Regions from separate parts of the Zea mays genome. Here region 2 is linked to region 1. The links are chromatin contacts, called in public Hi-C maps. All regions are on one chromosome and are shown on one strand. The core of a region is the stretch at or near the end of the contact, and the rest is flanking DNA. Distances in the headings are between cores, read along the strand shown.

Region 1 (6,683 bases), core at 1,227-3,726:
GGCACACATCGTCAAGGAATGGGATTCAGACTGCTCTTCATCTGACTCCAACGACATGGGACTCGTCGCCTCGACCTTCAACAAGTTTACTCTCTTCCCCAATGAGCGCCACACATGCCTCATGGCCAAGGGGAAGAAGGTACTTACACGTGATACTCCTAAATACACTTCTTCTAGCGATGAGGAGTTCGATGATGGTGTAGACTATAATGATCTTTTTAAGAGCTTAGATAGATTAAAAGTAGATAAAACTAATGAATTAATTAATGATTTAAATGAGAAGGATAGATTGTTAGAAAAGTAAGATGATTTGCTTTATGAAGAACATGATAAATTTATAGAAGTAGAAAAATCCCTTACCTTGGCAATGAAGAAAAATGAATTGTTATCTTTTGAGTTATCTTCATGCCATACTTCTATTTCTAGCCTTGAGAATGCAAATGTTGATCGACCTGTGATCATATGGTGCGCAGTGGTTTAAATATGCAGGGGGCGAAACATACTGCTGCAGTGGCATGTAATAATTTGATGCATAATGTACAACAATAGGTTCTGCGTATGCGTATCCAGTCTTTGTGGTGGTAAATCCAAACTGGCCGGTTGTGTTCGCTACTATTAGGGAGCCATGTGGTGGTCTTGGTGCGGCCCCAGACTGTCCGACAGGGAAAGTCGGACGGTCCACATAAGGGCCAAACTGTCCGAGCAAAAGCTCGGACGGTCCGACCATGTCCAGGGGCGCAGATCTGCCAAGCAGGGACGGCGATGGTGGTATTTGCGTTGGATATGAGTTCATCGGCATACCATATAATGGCTGGGGCTACGAATCCCTATTTGTTGCTGATATATTAGACATAGATATCCTATTACTAGTTTCATGTGATGGAAAACTAGGAGCAACAGATTTCTCCAAGGAACGTGTTAATTTTCTAATTGATTGTTCTAACCCTCCAATCTACTATTTCATTTGATTTTGCTGCTGATCTACATATTGTTTAATAGATTGGATGTCGTCGGGTTTACTTACGTTGGAGACTTGAAGCGAAGGTAGAAGAGATGCGACATCGGTTTCTCCATGTTTGACAAGTGGCGATCCACCGTGTATTGTGACAAGAATTTCTCCTTCGTTTGAGGCATATAGTATTCGTATTACTGTTGCTCATCGACTATCAGACATTCAACAGTCGACTTCAGGATATCGTCCGGGAAGATATCGGTGTTATCTTTAGAACCAGCCATTTGAGGGCCTGGTTTTTAGTAGATCTAGACACCTGATCCCCAGCGGAGTCGCCAAAAAGTGTGTTGGCGCCGGTTTGGATGCCAAACACTAGGACGGACCACCTGGCGGTGCTGAGGCGTGGACGGTCTACGACATAGGGTCAGACGGTCCGCGATCTGGCGCGGGAGCGGCTCTTCCTCTGCGTACGTCCAGATGGTCCGCGTCTAGGGCTCGGACGGCCCGTGAGGATGCAGAGCGTCGTCTTCTTCGCAGCAGACCTAGATCTCACCTCCCGGAAGGACCCCGTCGGGGAGGAGATATCGTAGGGTGTGTCTTAGCGTTGACAGGCCACCCAAGGCGCCTATAGTCGATGTAGAGCCGAAGAGAGGTGAAGATTCGAGGTAGAGTAAGGCTAAACTAGAGCTAAACTAGAGCTACTCCTAAATCATATGGTAAAAACGATAAGTAGATTTAATTGGATCGATTGTGAAGGTTCAATCGACCGTAGCCCTTCATCTATATAAAGGGAGTCTGAACCTATTAAAAATTGGTTTCCAAGTTAATCTTATAGGTTTAACTAACAAACTCCAAAAAAAAAAAAAAATTCGGAACACTAGCTATTCTTGCGCACGAGCGGATGGTCTTTGACTGGGATTCCGATTTCGAGCCACGGAGTCGGATTTTTCGAGTGGTCCGAATAGCGGTAGCTGTAGCCATCGTCCTGTTGGGCTTCCTTTCTCGTTGTTCCTGTTTTTATTTCTTGTTGTTCCTGTTTTTAAGTTTTTGTGTCCTTCGTGAGTTTTCAAAAGAAAAAGTCATTTTTTTTTCTTCACAAGAACTGGTAAGATATTTCGTCCCTTCGAACCAGGATACATGAAGAATGATCATGTAGCAATGACCTGGATACTGACACACCTATTAATTCAGGTTCTGTGGGCTTGGCCAGGCGACATATATAGGAAATCGCAATAATACAAGCGCCTGTTATTATTTACTCTGTTTCTCTATCGCATACGTAGGGTCGGAGCCTCCGGGCCACAAAACCCAGATTCGAAGGGCCAGAGAATATAATCAAGGAGTAGAGTATCTTGATGGTACCCATCAGAGATTAAAAAAAACGACGTCTCCGATCGACCGGTGGGCGTGCAGGGCCAGCCGCCAAGTGGCAGGACGGAGCCATGTCATCCACACCGCCCAGCAAGCCTCGCGTGCCCCCGTCTGGGGCCAAGAATAATGCGTGTCAACTTCAGGGCAAGCCAATAATGCTCGTCTTTTCCAACGGCGATGCCACGGCGTGGCATGTTGGACGAGCGGTCGCTGTGTACAGTACAGCGTCATCGCTCAATTATTTGTCTCGACTGGCTTCGTGTAGTCGTTTTGCTGCGCCCTTGGGACCTTGGTGTTGTTGCCGGCTCGTGATGGCCTGCCTGCATGCATGCATGCACCGTGACGCCCATACATGCGAGGCACGCGACGCCCTTGGATGCAGGCAATGACGCCTTTGCTTTGGGCCGCCTGTCCGTTTGTCATTTTGCGCCCTCGAGATTTCTAAATTGCTAATGATGCTTTATTCATTTGGCACCGTAGGTAAATTTAGTTAAACATAAGGTTGTTTGATTTATGGTAAAACTAGAATGACACTCTTGACGGGACAAATATAATGCTACGTGCAGTCGTCTACTTTTATCAAATTCTGCAAATTGTGATCTTTTCTATAAAAAAAACTATATATTGTACGACTTATATCAGTGTGCGACATAGACGTTCAGATATCTTCACTTTAGAAGATTAGGAGTGATATATGTGAATGCTTGCACCTACAAAACCGTGTTGTTATTTTATATATTCGCTATGTTCTTTCTTATTTGTCGTGTTTTAGTTTAAAAATAAACTAGCGTGCGATAAATATTCAAGAACGGATGTAGTAAAAGATAACTTGAGGGTGGAGATGGGTTGGATTAGTTCCTTACCTCTATATTAAGCTCAAAGCACGGTCACGACGGCCGTTGAAGGACTCAAAGTCGGGGTTCGATGGCGGTGGGGCTTGGCCTACGCAGGATTACGGTGCTGATGGGTTAGTAAGGTGCAGAGAGCAACCCAACATGTTGATGGCGCACGGGGCATGAGGCGGGCGAGGGAAACTTGATGACGGTTCCTCGACTCTGGAGATAGGCTGGTGTCACCAGGACAGGGCGATGGACTCGAACGATGATCCGACTGCAAAGGATGATGGTGGCTAGGGCGACAAGAGGGTGAGAGAGTAAATCGAGGTGTGTTTTGGATGCGAGAAACAAGGGCAAAGCTTACCCATCAAAGCTCGACGGCTGGGACAAAATGCAGGCTCTACAACATAACTGCGACGACGGCGATGACATGTGGGCAGGGAGTAGAGGAACAACCTGGCGACATTGACGGGCGAAAGTGGGGCTTAGGTAATGGTGCAGGGATGCACACATTTATAGAGGAGGGTGGTGTGGGCACGGAGGGGCCAAACTACACGTGGAGATGGGAAGGTTGCACGACGTCGTGCGTTGGCTCCGCATGAGAACGGTGTTTGGAGATTGAGGGCAAACCTAACATGTGGGTCCAAGGCTTCAACGAGAGGTGGGGGTCGGTTGTGGCTCCGAGCAATCCGATATGCTGATGGTGGGGTGTGGGACTGCTCTAAGGTTGACATGTGGTGGATGCAGGGTCGTACGTGCGCACGGGCCGCGGTGGAGGGGTCTAGATCAAAAGCGTGGAAGGGGAGAGAGAAATGTTTTTCCTTTTTTCCTTTAGGGATATTTGGTTTTTTGATTTGAATTTCAAAATCAAAAGGGGTTTTGAAAAAAATATATCCATTCAAACAACACAAGCTAACAGACAAAAACTTTGCACCAACATGAAATGCAAGAAAACATTTGATCCGATATCTATTTTAATTGATTAATAAAGAATTACATAAAATCATATTGCATGAATCTAAATCACTCAAACCTTATCAAATTAAACTAAACTTTGAAATTTTTTGTTGTTCAAAAATCAGGGTGTCACATGAAACAACATGTATCAAGTCTCTAGTGGTCTCTACAAATATAGAGAGTGCACAATTCATTGTGAAAGATTCATTCCTATGTTAGTGTTACGCAACCAAGCATGCAAACATAAGTAAACCAGGAGCATGTACCCTATAACCAAAAGAAAAGTATAAATCAATGAATTTTAACACGTTAATCAACATGTTAAGGTAAGAATTAGCCGCACCTTGTAACCTAGCAAGGGCGAGTAGACACACCTCATCATGTGTACAAAGACGGAAAACTGGCAGAAGCCGCCTATGAGACAAGTTCGAGCAGTGCCTGTGGCCGAGGACAGTGTTAATGGGCTCCATTACTACAAAACTCGCACAAAAATAGAAAATGGAAGTCATGTTCCCTAACACAATAATAGAAAACTTAACAATCCAATGTAAGACAACATAATCATAACAACATATAGCAATTCCATTACAACAAATAGTTCAAGCACATTGAATGCAAAATGTAGTTCAAACACACACACGTACAACACAAATAGATGTACACTTCTATGCCCACTGTTGAACTGTATGTTGCAGATGAACCTTGTCATGAAACATTTGCCCTTCACAACAATTATCCAGGAAATCCCCGTCGACCACTACCTGTTGTGCTTGCATGACCTTCTTCCTTGAATACTCCCACGATGAATGATGACCATCATTGATCGTCATGGCATACGGTGTGATGTGAGTCCAATCCTTAAGCACATCAATCTCATCATCAAAGCTCATATTAGCAAATTATTCCACAAAGATGAGGTGTTATGGGTCATCAAGCTCTATTTGTTTGACCATCCTTTCATCGTCTTCACCATGGCCAGCTTTCATGTGCCAAACATATTCTTCCTCTTCTGCATCCTCTATCATGTTCTAGACTACCTCATGATCACAAATACATATGTGCTTAGTATTTGTGACCTCTAAGTTCTCTACTACTAGAACTGTGTTCCAATTGTCACCATGCATGCTACCATCTAATACTCCTCAACAAGCATGCTATTTTATAATCACACTCTAACGCCCTAGACACACGATTTTCCAATTCTTCATGCTACTGACCTCGTATAGCTCCCACCCCATCCATTCTCTCATAATTTAGGAACCAACATACTAATCATAAAACATTGTTAGGTGGGCAAAGCACAAAACATTCATGCAGGCCAAACTAAAACTTAGCTTCCAGCTATAATCTAGCAACATATTGAGTTATGTGTCAAAGAAGTTGAACTCACTAATGTCTACCCTATTGTGCCCAATTCTGATTTAATTTTTACCATAGTATCAGAGCACTAAACTAGATGATATTCTTGATTGTATCATGATGTCAGTTATTAGAGAAACTACAATGAAGTATCATGTGTTTGTACTCTAACCTAACCAAAGTAAATCAAAACTAATTGCTAACATAAGTAACCTTAACAACATGATAGGAAAAAAAATAAAAAACTTTTACAAACAAGATTAAAGGTTTTTTCGGTTAACATAGTAGAGTATAAAGGTATACACAAACATATCCCTATGAGCATCGTTAAAGACTAGGTCGACAAATCCTTAAGATTGACAAAATCGTCACATGCGCCTTGCTCTTAACGGAAATGTGGCCTACCACTAAAAGCATAATATCATTAAATTATGGAATATCTGCTTCCACTATAAGTCAAATCAAACCTATTAATTAAAGTGGTACTAAGACTCTTGTAACCATTAGGCCACAGACTTTTATGCAACAACATTGAAGGTTGAACATGCATGCTGGACAAACACAAGAAATGACCCAACCACTCGACCCATTTTTTTAGTTTTAGCTCTTTTTTAAAAAGTACATTTATACTCCTAGGCATTTTAGTTTCATTTTTGGACCTAGGGCTCGACGTCAAGGTAACACGATTAAACGTCAAGGCGTGTGAGTCATGTTTTGTGTGACGGTGATGTGGCATTGGCTCGACTTCATAGATCTCACTCAGAACCGAGCTCGATGTCGTGGATGTCAATGTCGAAGTCTATGTTAGTGGCCACACGTGCCCTTCTATTCCTCCTCTTTATCTCATCTCTGTTTTCTCCTTCCTCTCTCTTGTGACCGTGCCTGCGCGCATGTCTGTCGTCGCACGAACATGGCTCGCCATCGTCTCGCTAGCTACCTGTCATCCTATGCACCCATTGCCCTAGAGACCCACCCTCATCCACCTCTCCACCCAATGTCTCTAGCCGTTGATCTCTTCTCCATGTTGAATAGCCTCTTCGCATGTTGCTCACCTCCTCGTTTGCCCCCCTAATCAATGAATGCCCTGCCACTTACCTCCCTATGGCCTCCCTGATAAGCCCATCTCTTGAATAGGGAATAATGTCTGAGGGGTGAGGTCCGATCGCAGAGGGTCCTATCATTGTGCCACGCTTTTGCCATTGTCAGCA
Region 2 (6,683 bases), core at 1,388-3,887, 73 kb after region 1:
GACAAAACGAGGTACATATACATCAGACAAAGCATATGAACAACGGTAATAATAATACCATCATGTAATGAACTTGTTCAGGAGGACCAGCAGAACATTTAAGAGTAAACATAGTTCACATACTACAACGATCTTAACATCATAATAACTTAAGGTGACGAGGTAGCATTGAGACTTAGACATACATCAGACGACTAGTTCGACAACATCACAAGTAGGAGAACCCGAGTACTTGGATGTTCAAAAGCCTATCCTTCTTGTACTGGTGGAATACATGGAACTAATAAATATTCCAATAGCTATTACGAGTTGACCTATCTGAGTCGCTGAAGTACCACTCGTCACTCACATCCGGGCAGTAGAACTCCTCTTCGTCGACAGATGGTTCAGTAACTGTTGGAGGGGTCGACGGAGATGTCGGTTCAACAGTTATGTCATCCCCCTCGTACTTAGCAATTTCAGGAAAAGCTTGGACTTTAGCCTCTAAGGCATCTTGGTGAAGCAAATCAAGTTTTTCTTTCATGGCAAAGAGGGTTCTAGCTAATATCTCTTCATCAAGCATGTGGTCTAATGCATGATCTACTAATCCACGAAGGGATTTTGCGGCATCCTCGGCACAGTCGACAAGTACTTTAAGCAAAGACTTCATGGTATCTTCTTTTGAGGATGCCATTCGGAACTGTGCTGCAAAGAACAATATATGAACAAACACGTGCATTTGCTTATGTACCATAAAGGCTATACGAATATAATATCTCCGAAAACCTTTAACAACTATGATGCCTCCGACATGTAATGATTTGAAATGTAGCATTCAAATAGCAGCATGGAACATAAAATATTTACACAAGTATGACTGCTAAGGGAAACGTGTGACAATGAGAATTAAATAAAATGTAGTAGTAGGGTATACAGATGTTTGTCATAGCTGCCTATTGACTTATAAACATTGTTGTTGTATCATTAGTTCATGGATTGAATATGCAAGCAATGCACTCAATGTAAACCAGAAACATAACTTTCATGACAGGGTTGTACAAAACATATCAAGGATACAAAAAAACAAGCAATGCACTCCATGTAACCACAAACATAACTTAAATGTGACGGTTGTAGAAAACATTGAAGGATACAAAAAACAAGCTATGTAATCCATGCAAGCACTAACATAATGTACATAATAAAGAACTGTGTGCTCATACCATAAGATGCTGTAGAAAACAAAATGTTCATGGTCAGATATTGTGAAATACGTGAGGGGTGTACACATTAGTACAAGAAAACATAAATTAGTTGTTGTAAGAATAAACAAACCTACTATATGAAGGTCCACAATATTTTTGTATCCTCCAGTCGTATACAAGGGTGACAAAAATATTTGGGATGACATACACCTAACAATATGAATGAACATCATTCATAGTAACTAACGAAGTAATGGACCATCTGATATGTTGATGACAGTTTTAAGAAGTTTAATAAACAATGAACATTACCCTTCGTTGGCTAAGGTAACACATTTTGCCTGACCCTACGACGAATCTGTGTGGTACATTAGTAAAATGAGCTGTTGTTCTGGACAGTGGGGATCAAAAATTAATTCGCAGAAGACTTGACACTTGAACGCACTATCCAAGTGAGTCCGTAGTGTAGGGATTACAAATTAATGGAATCTGCAGACGTTGTGGCCGTAATAGTAAGAACTACCATTAGTTGCAGTAAATATGGAGGATATTAAGCGGGTGAGTACCATAGAAATGTGTAACCCTAAAAGGCACACCAGATCCGTGGAGTTCTTTGAACTGCGGATTAATCGGGTCTTCTAGGATGAAATCACTTACGGTCCAAAGGATTAGTGAGTTGGTGTACAAATTACTTGTTCAAATATGCGCGCAAGAAGAACATAAACAATAGGAGTCGAAGGGCGTACCTGAAGATCCGGAGATTTGGGCGGAGAGAAGAGGAATCGAAGCGTTGATTCCCGGAGCCGATGAAGGCGTCGATGCTCGGAGCGGCAAACGAAGCTAGCGCTCGCGAGGAACCTCGACGGAGCCGGATTTGCGGCCGCTTCGTCTTCGCTCGCGACTGGAGGTGGTTGGTGACCAACTCCACTTCGTCTTCCACAGCCCCGACGGGGACCGGCGCGGTCGCAACCTTTCCGCGCACGAATCGCCGACGCCTCGTCCGAAATCGCAGACGCCTCCAACGGGACAGAAGACGACCGCGAAGGTTCCGGTCGGTGGCGCGGGCGGAGTCTTCCGCGTGAAGCCGTGGAGGAGGAGTGCACAGTCGCGCGCTGCATCTGGGGTGAGAGAGAAGAGGGTCGCGGCGGAGGGGGCGCGTAGCAACGAGCGTTGCGGCTTCAAGGGGTGAACAGTATCCCCTATACCGTCTACAGTGATAGGGGAGGGGAGGGGAAGGGGGGAGCGCTGCAGTCAGTCTAAGGGGCCCTTCCCCGCTCCCGCCGCCAATAGGGGGCTCCCACCTCACCCCCTCCTCGCGGCTCCACCGCACGGTTCAACTGAGCCGACCCCACCCGTCAGGTCCGCGTGCCCGCCTCCCGTTGGTCCGCCGAGCACCACATCACACCGCTACATACAAATAAATAAGCGAGACACCGGCGCCCAACGACTTCCCAAATCCCGTGTGCTGGCGTGCTCGAGCCCACATCCCAACCATATACGAGACGAGCCGACGTTCCCCCGGGCCCCCAAGGAAAACCATGTGCTGTGCCCGCCAGGTGCCACTAAATCGGTAGCGCATGCTAGCACTGAGACGGAGCTCCCAGTAACGGCAACAACAAGCAGCAGCAGCCAGACAGCCAGTAGTAACACAGTAACCGGCAGAGGCCATGGCGAGATCAAGGCAGGAAGGGGAGGCCGGAGGAGAGGAGCGGAAGCTGGTCCTGGGCAAGTACGAGCTGGGCCGCCTGCTGGGGCAGGGCACCTTCGCCAAGGTGTACTACGCGCGGGACCTGAGCGCCGCCGCCGGCACGGGCAGCACCAGCGTGGCCATCAAGGTGATCGACAAGGCGCGGCTGCGGCGCATGGAGGGGATGGTGGAGCAGCTGCGCCGGGAGATCTCCATCATGCGGATGGTGCGCCACCCCAACGTGGTGGGCATCCGGGAGGTGCTCGCCAGCCGCTCCCGCGTCTTCGTGGTCATGGAGTACGCGCGCGGCGGGGAGCTCTTCGCCAAGGTGGCCCGGGGCCGCCTCACCGAGGACCACGCGCGGCGCTACTTCCAGCAGCTCGTGGCCGCCGTCGGCTTCTGCCACCGCCGCGGCGTCGCGCACCGGGACCTCAAGCCCGAGAACCTGCTGCTCGACGGGGACGGCCGGCTCAAGGTCACCGACTTCGGGCTCGCCGCGCTGCCCGAGCAGCTGCGCCACGACGGCCTGCTCCACACGCAGTGCGGCACCCCCGCGTACGTCGCGCCCGAGGTGCTCAGGAAGCGCGGCTACGACGGCGCCCGCGCCGACCTCTGGTCCTGCGGCGTCGTGCTCTACGTCCTGCTCTGCGGCTTCCTCCCGTTCCAGCACGACAACTGCGCCAAGATGTACCAGAGGATCTTCAAGGCCGAGTACCAGGTGCCGCCCTGGGTGTCCGGCGACGCGCGCCGCCTCATCGCGCGCCTGCTCGTCGTCGACCCCGCCAAGCGCGCCTCTATCCCGGAGGTCATGTGCACGCCGTGGTTCAGGAAGGGCTTCGTGCCGCCCGTCCTTTCAGTTTCACCCCCGATGACGCCCAAGAAACGGCTGGACGGAGATGACGACGGCGGCGGTGCGCTCTTCGACAGCAGCAGCAACTCTGGCGCCACCTCTCCTCGGTCGTGCAACGCGTTCCAGCTCATCTCCTCCATGTCCTCCGGGCTCGACCTGTCGGGGCTGTTCGAGAACGAACAGAAGGCCGCGACCGTGTTCACGGCCCGCGCGCCGGCGGCCACCGTGGTGGAGAAGCTCGAGTCCGCAGCGCGCGCCCTGGGATTCGAGACCACCAGGGGGAAGGGCTGGAAGGTGAGGATGGAGGCTAAGGCCGGGGGCACAAACGGACGGCTCGCTGTCACCGCCGAGGTGCTCGAGGTGGCCGTGGACGTGGCCGTCGTCGAGTTCGCGCACGACGCCGGGGACGCGCTGGACTTCAACAAGTTCTGCGCTGTGGACGTCCGTCCGGGGCTCGCGGAAATCGTCTGGGCGTGGCAGGGCGACAGCCCGGCCGCCGTCGTTGGGACCGCGTGAACCTACGGCCGCCCGTTCGTCCTGGCGTCCACGCCTGTTGGAGCCAGCCTTACACGGCTGCATCGGCATCATGTAAAGTTTCCGTTGTTGCTTCGAGACAGCCATGGCTAGTTCGTTATGAGTCGTATGTTGTACAGGAAGAGAACAAGTGCAAAACTGAAGAGAGGTTTCTGTCGACACGAGAGCCGAATCGAGCCGGGAGTGTTCGATCGGCTTGCAAAGTTTTGTAGATCATATAATCGCTATTTTGTGGAGATGCGCACATACACAATTTTGTTTTGGTCGCCATATGATTTTTGCCCATCTGAATGATTGTGCCATTCGCAATTAAATCAAATTATTACTATGTGGTTTCCAGAGCAGCTAAGGGGACTGTTAATAAGAATATGCAGATTCTTTTGGTGTACGTTTTTTTTGGTGGGTGGGGTTCTTACTTTTAAGACTAGTTTGAGAGCCACAAAACCTAAGTAGATTAGAGATGCTATAATCCTCTTCTTAATCAGCTAGAATCTCTTTTTTATTTACATTTGAATAAGGAGAGGATTCTAGCTTCTTTAATCCTCTCTGGTTTTGTGGCTCCCAAACGAGCCTTAGTATCTAGGTACGCCGATATACGGTAAGAAATTAGGAACGAGATCCTCTGACGTGAGGAGAGGGCACTGCCGCGTGGCCCCCGCGTGCGACAGGGCCCGCGTGCAGTGACCCTACTGCCCCTGCAGTACGTCAGAGGAACCTCCTCCAAGAAATTACGGGACGATGATTGGATGATTATGCTGGCATCCAGCGGAAATTAGGAGGGTGCTTTCAAGCCTTGTTCACTCATTTCCACTCTATTTGAATTGGATGAGATAAAAAAAATTAAGACCTCGTTCGGTTACAAGGAATAAAATCTCATAATGAATTTAATTTTAATCTTAATTGTGTGAATCCATACCTCACACCCAATCCCTTCATAGATTATAATATAAACTTGTGCAAATATCTTCATAGATTTGTTCCATACCTAATGAGCCATGGATAGAATTATAGCATCATGTCTTCCATAGTTTAAAAAATTCTTAAAACATTGGGTTATAATCTATGATGGGTCTAACCAAATAAAAAAATTAAGTAGGCTTGAATTATTTTGGGGCATGAATTGTGACAAGGATTTAATTCCAATCCATGATAATTTAAAGTTGGATTGGTATAAATAAACAAGGCCAAAGAAGGATTGTGACCCGTTAGGATTTTAAGTCACTCAATCTCGTTCAATTCATATAAGTTGAGATTAAAACCAGCAGGCCCTCAAGGGAAACCAATCTTGATTAACTGGTTTGTCTATGTTTATGCTATCTTTTTAAAGTATGTAAAGATTTTCCCCAATAATTAGATAACTACGGATCGTAACATGAGTAAAAAAAACATATAGACATGAATACATGATAGGTGGTGTCCTATTAACAAATCTTTGACATAAATGCAATACACACCAGAAGATTCTCAGTTTTGGAGTGGCCTTACCAAGGACGAGAATGATTTTTTGGCCGATGAAAGATTCAAAGTACGAAGCAGCAGGAAATTAGCTTTTGGGAGGATACTTGGTTGGAAGATAAGCCTTTTAGGTAGATATATCTCAATCTGTATAGGATAGTAAGGAGAAAGGGTGATACAATAGCAAATGTTCTATGGATTGTACCACTTAATGCCTTGTTCGGTTGTGTTTGGATTGAAGAGAATTGAGGAGATTAAATTTCCTTCTATTTTGAATAGAAGGAAATTTAATCTCCTCAATTCTCTTCAATCCAAACACAACCGAACAAGGCCTAATGTGTCATTCAAGATAGGTTTGCTTAGCCAAAAAAATGACTTCTTGGTATGGTCTAGTGTCTAAAGTAGTCCCTGTAAACCTTACGAACGAGAGGAATGTGTTTCTTTGGAATCTTAGTAAGAACGACGTATTTACAGACTGATCCATCTATAAGATTATGATATACTCCTTTCGTCTCAATATATAAGTCGTAACCACCTCTGCTTTAAAGAACAAAAAATACATTTAATTCTTTCTATACTACTGTATTGATGTGCGTATGCTTAAGAGAGCACGCCTTATATTATGCGACAAGAATAAAAAGTGGTTAGCTTAGCAAAAAAACAAGAAAAGTGTCAAGTGTTACTTTGTACTATTTTTGAGATTATTCAACATTTTTATTACCACTTTGTGAGATCTGTTTGGAATATTGTGCCTTTTGTATTTGGAATTCAACCATCCACTAGCATTGCTAATATATTTGGTTATTGGCTAAATGGCTTGTCTCTTTAGTTCAGAAGCCAAATTTGTTAGGGTCAGTTGCACTGTGCTATGTTGGGTTCTATGTTTGAAAAAAAATGATATAGTCTTTATTCTTTAACAACACCAAGTCTGTTATATATTGTAGGTAATTTTTAGGAGGACATAGTAGATTTT

The links. Hi-C and Micro-C count contacts between places; a contact is called where the count stands out from the background.
Region 2: a Hi-C map of ear shows a contact between it and region 1, with 3 times the contacts expected there. The contact joins the promoter of LOC100285849 here to the enhancer-like site in region 1. A contact is called at or near these places in 4 of 25 Hi-C or Micro-C datasets (ear, leaf and tassel).

Annotation. Positions count from the first base shown.
Region 1 is chr2:185,400,000-185,406,682 of Zm-B73-REFERENCE-NAM-5.0, forward strand. No RefSeq gene overlaps it. Among protein-coding and RNA genes, the nearest start is that of LOC103647424, 36 kb to the left of the region's middle. Within about 2 kb of position 2,477, at least 17 of the 20 cell types and tissues checked have an H3K27ac peak or open chromatin away from gene starts, as enhancers often do. A contact at or near this core is called in ear and leaf, where this site is marked.
Region 2 is chr2:185,472,477-185,479,159 of Zm-B73-REFERENCE-NAM-5.0, forward strand. LOC100285849 reads left to right here and starts at 2,638. Exons shown (of 1, transcript NM_001372345.1): 1 at 2,638-4,524. The coding sequence starts at 2,852. The coding sequence ends at 4,237.